Linked DNA regions of Danio rerio: region 2 is linked to region 1. Evidence: chromatin contacts called from public HiCAR-type data. All regions are on one chromosome and are shown on one strand. The core of a region is the stretch at or near the end of the contact, and the rest is flanking DNA. Distances in the headings are between cores, read along the strand shown.

Region 1 (2,700 bases), core at 169-2,668:
GCTATCACTTTTATTTTTCCAATCCACTGATCACGACTGAAATATGAACTCAAAAATAACTCATATCCATCAGGCAGGGGGAAAAAATAGAGAGTATTAAAAGTAAATAAATAAATGAAACTAATGGAGCAGTGGTCAAATCTGTCAAAAATACACTTTTTTCCCTTATTGACTGTGGGCTGTGCACACGTCAATGCGGCTGGCTAACATTTAGATCAGTTCGAGTTTGAAAATAAAGGCAGTCTAGTCAGGTCAAACACAAGTATTATTATTTGAGGTCAATCTTGGGTCAGGTTTGAAAACTAACAGTGAGTGATTTGGCACTATTTGAGCCAGATATACATACACTACCTGACAAAAGTCTTGTCGCCTATCCAAGTTTTAGGAAGAACAAATAATAACTTTTACTTTATTATTTGGTATCAGATGTGGCTAATATGAAATGCAAAGGCCTCCTCTAGATTACACTTATTTTACCAAAATGAAATATGATCATGCCTTGATTTTTAATTATTTAATTAGGGAAGTAAGGTCTGACTTTGCTTAGATAAAAATCTTGACGCCTAACAGAAATGGTGTACGTTTTAGAAAATAAAGTCATGATGCAGTGGAAAAAAAGTTAATATTGTGTTTGAGTCCCATGAGCTTGGAGGACTGCATTCATACATCTCTGTAATGACTCCAATAACTTATTAAAGTCATCTGGAATGGCAAAGAAAGTGTTCTTGCAGGACTCCCAGAGTTCATCAAGATTCTTTGGATTCATTTTCAATGCCTCCTCCTTCATCTTACCCCAGACATGCTTAATAATGTTCATGTCTGGACACTGGGCCGGCCAAACCTGGAGCACAGCACCTTGACCTTCTTTGTTTTCAGGAACTTTGATGTGGAGGCTGAAGTATGAGGAGCGCTTACCTGCTGAAGAATTTATCCTCTCCTGTGGTTTGTAATGTAATGGGCAACACAAATGTCTTAATTCCTCAGGTTGTTGATGTTGACATTCTCTCTGCAGATCTCTCGCATGCCCTTACACTGAATGTAACCCAAAACCATGATTTTTCCTTCACCAAACTTGACTGTTTTCTGTGAGAATATCGGGTCCGTTTGGGTTCCAGTAGATCTTCTGCAGTATTTGTGATGATTGGGATGCAGATCAACAGATGATTCATCTAAAAGATAGACCTTCTGCCACTTTTCCAAATGTTCAACTAGAAGTCACTTATTATTTAGTTATTATTTGGTGCTCTTACATCTGGAGTCAACAACAAGACTTTTGTCAGGTAGTGTACTGTATTAGAATACAGACAACCTCCACTCAGACATCACACTAAACCTCTGTATTGGTATTTTTAGTGATACAGATTCACGATGACATGAAGTAAATAAATAATGATAGCAATTACATTAAACAGGTCAAGCCTTCATATAAACCGCTATAGGCATAAAATAAGAGTCATCTGTATGGAGCTTCAGTTTCATTCCTCTTGGGATGAGAAAGCTTGGTGACTCAGCCAAAGCTGCTGATAGGGGTATCAAAGAACTTTAATCTCAAAAACTCATTAAAGTTGCTCTGCTTTGGATTAGCACAGCAAGAGCCTGGACAAAGGAGTCTTTTGACTTTTAAGGACTTTCTCTGACTTCATCTGTCCTCTCTTTTTTCTGTCTCAGTAAATGAAGGTTGGCCGATGTTTCTGTGCTGATTGGGGCCAGCAGTGCAACTCCAGCCCAGAGGAACATGATGAGAGATGATGTCATTGTGAGTAAAACAATCGGAGTCTCTCATTCAGGGTGGATAAAAGATGCCCCATATAGAGAAATAAGCCCTTTTTCAATAAGCTGTAATATCATGTGAAGGAAAATAGAAGGATATTTTTATTGATTTATTTTTAGTTCTTATTATGTGTGTTTTCCCTGGATTTGCCTTAAATATTTTTGCTAATATCCATTATCAAAGCTCATATTGAAAAAAGTTGTTTCTTTCTGCAGATGTGATAAAGAGTGTAGGTGGTGCTAACTCAAATTTTACAATACATAAAATGTGTTATTTTTAAGTGAAAAGAAAAAACTTGTAACTTTTAAGTGGACTTGACCAGTGTTGGGGAAAGTTGCTTTTAAAAGTAATGCATTACAATATTGAGTTACTCCCCCAAAAAGATACTAGTTGCATTACTTAGTTACTTTTTATGGAAAGTAATGCGTTACATTACTTTTGAGTTACCTTTGCTTACTTTTACTTTTGTCTTAGTTCAGTAAAATCACTGTCCTATGAGACTATCCAACACGGCAATTTGTAATTTTTTGATTTAGTAGCCAATTCGTATGAATTTGTACGATCTAATTCATACAATTTAGTACGACTTGCTCATCCCCCAATGACGGTTGGGTTTAGGGGTGGGGTTAGGTGCCACACCTCCTTTTTAAAATCGTACAATTTCGTCTGACTGAACTCGTATGAATTCGTACGAATTAGCCACTAAACTGGCAAAACGTAAAATACTTCCGTTTTCATGCCAAGTGTTTAAAATAGTGAGAATACTTGGCTCTGCCATCTTAGTTTTTGCTTGTTCCTGAGCTAATTTTCTCATTGTGATTCAACTTGATTAATTTTAATTCAGCAAACTATTTTTTTAAAAGCATATTAAATAATCTAAAAAGTAACTCAAGTTACATTTTTTATAAAGTAACTCCAATATTACGTCT
Region 2 (2,700 bases), core at 126-2,625, 120 kb before region 1:
CTGCTTTACTGAGCTGAAGTTGGTTATTCACCTTGGTTCCTTTTTGAACAATGACAACCTATGACACGCTGTATTGTTTAACATGCTACTTTAAATATTCGGTCTGAAAAAGCATGTAAGTATGGCTTATTAATAAGCGTAATTCCTGCACCCCCCTGGCCAACCACTACGCACAGCAGTTTTAGGAAAAAACACGTGAGAGAGTAAGACCAACGATCCACACATGCATAAAATATTGCACATTATGACAAGTATTGCTAACTACACAACTGAAAATGTGCTGGATAGAATTCAGTTTTTCATTGGGAATTGTAGTATTATAAAAAACTATCCAACTGGTGAATGACATGATAGAACGTCTCTGTGATTTTTAATGTGTGTGTTCGCGTGATTTCAGGAGGCATGGCTTTGGAGGCAGGCAAGTGATTGTGTTTCAGATTATATTATGATAATGAATAGCATGAAGGCAGATCACCTACCACACATTTTCAATCTTACTTAAACAATTAAATGCAGACTGCTCCAGATTACAATAATTTGGTGAATTGTTTGTCATGACTACAAGTTGTAATTATTACTTATTATAAATTCATCTCTGACTGATCTTTTGCATGATTAGTTCACCTAAAAAATCATCACTAAACATAAAAAAACGTTATTATGGATAATAAACTTTAAAATATGAAAATTACAAATACAATATGCAATTTTGAAAACATTTGAACATTTGAAAAACATCTGAAATCTGCTGTTCTACATTTTAGGTGACAGAAACTTTCCGCCGTAGTGTAACATTTTTATTGCTTTCAAATGCATGACATAATATCAGTCTTTAGCATAATCTAGGTACTGATGTGATTTATTTAATTTGTGTCATTAAACGTACTAGATCATGTGTCCCGAATTACATAACAACACAACCATCTTTTTAATATTGACACTATCCTTTTAGCCTTTCACACAGTATTAAAGCAAACTGGTGTTCATGGCGCATAAGCCAGCCTGTACACATATCTCCTCTCTGTTATATCATGTTGAACCCAAACAGTTGGAGTGACTGGGGGCAGATGGCAGAGGCCGCAGTGGTGCAGAAAGAGAGAAGCGGGACCAGACCCATCTCATCCTCACCCGCTCTGACGCAGGACCCGCTGCCATGTGTGTAAAACGATCCTCAAAGATAAAGCTTCTAATTTGCAGTTTATTTCTGCAACAGGCACTGGGCAGACTTTAGAAACACATACAAATACCCCACCCTCACCACACACACACTGTTTGATTGAAAATAGAAGTGCCAAATGCCATCACCATAGCGATAACCCTTTACCTGGACTTCTGAGAGCCTCTGGGGAATGTGGGGGGCATGAAAGGGACCTTATTTCCTCACACACATTCGTCAGAGGGCTGAATTGAGGAAGTGGATTTTATGAGGGCCTATTCTATTCCGAGCTGGATTTCCTCTAAGAAGAGACACACGTTGGAGCCGGAGAAAGAGGTGCCATTAAAACTGCACATCACAAAAGGAAGGGCCTCTTGGAGGATGGGATGGTTTTTCTAAAACATGCAGATGCAGAATATTCCGAATGAGATTTGATCAGAGACAGAGTTTGGCGATTTGACCTCAAATCAAAGCCTCGATTAATTGAGAATAATTTACCTTGGTTTTGATTTTTGAACGATTTTTTAAAAACATTCAATATAATTATTTATTTTCTTATTCTGGAAGGTACGAACAAATACACTGGCAACAAAGAATATGATTTACATGTAGCAGAGATTCATAATTGCCCAGTCCTAATTAAAGGCATGGAATTTTGAGGATTTATACAGTAAAAGTCCATTTCTTTTTCACGCTTTGGTAGAGGAATTTAAAGTAATACATTTAATACTCAAAAACATTTTATTTTAGTTTTTTTTATTTATTTATTTATTTTTGTTTAGATGTTTTCACGTGTCAAATAGATATACTGCTGAAAACAGATAACTACATTGACACATACTTTATATACAGTTTCTTTTTCCCTACATTTGAGATTTTGAAAATCAAAATAAAACCCATTACAATCACTAATATAAATATTAATTCAACAATACAAATAAATCACCATTATTGTTATTATAACCATTATTATTATTGTTGTTGAAGTCATAAAAGGGCGGCACGGAGGTCAGTGGTTAGCACTGTTACCTCATAGCAAGAAGCTTACTGGTTCAATTCCCGACTGGGTCAGTTGGCATTTCTGTGTGGAGTTTGCATGTTCTCCCTGTTTTTATACCCCCTGCGTGGGTTTCCTCCGGGTCCTCGGGTTTCCCCCACAGTCCACATGCACTATGGGTGAATTGAATAAACTAAACTGGCTGTAGTGTTACCTAAACCCAACAACTACCTTACAAACTATTAATAAGTAGTAGTAGCAGTCAATTGAGCCAAAAGTCTTAGTTAATGGCTTATTTACAGTGAGAAATGTATATTAAAATAAAATGTGACCATAATAATAATAATTATTATCATCTTTATCTTTTAACTGTTATTTAATAAATGAAATAATTAGGATTATTAGATCATTCAAATCATTATTAGATCAAATAAATATATTGTAACTACTACTAATAGCAAAATAAATAAATAAATAAAATATAAAAGCATCTCATGTAATTACTCTACACTTGCTTTACTTATTTTAGCATTATATATATATATAT

What was found. HiCAR-type assays count read pairs that join an accessible place to other places.
Region 2: a contact with region 1 is called in a HiCAR-type map of caudal fin, with 9 times the contacts expected there. The contact joins two enhancer-like sites. A contact is called at or near these places in 8 of 18 Hi-C or Micro-C datasets (caudal fin, embryo, fibroblasts and 1 more) and 1 of 4 datasets of contacts at active chromatin or transcription factors (caudal fin).

Annotation. Positions count from the first base shown.
Region 1 is chr2:28,481,514-28,484,213 of GRCz12tu, reverse strand. No RefSeq gene overlaps it. Among named protein-coding and RNA genes, the nearest start is that of nceh1a, 9.0 kb to the right of the region's middle. Within about 2 kb of position 1,418, at least 5 of the 62 cell types and tissues checked have an H3K27ac peak or open chromatin away from gene starts, as enhancers often do.
Region 2 is chr2:28,601,461-28,604,160 of GRCz12tu, reverse strand. The region is part of intron 3 of ppp2r3a (protein phosphatase 2, regulatory subunit B'', alpha); the gene reads right to left. Among named protein-coding and RNA genes, the nearest start is that of ppp2r3a, 96 kb to the right of the region's middle. Within about 2 kb of position 1,375, at least 10 of the 62 cell types and tissues checked have an H3K27ac peak or open chromatin away from gene starts, as enhancers often do.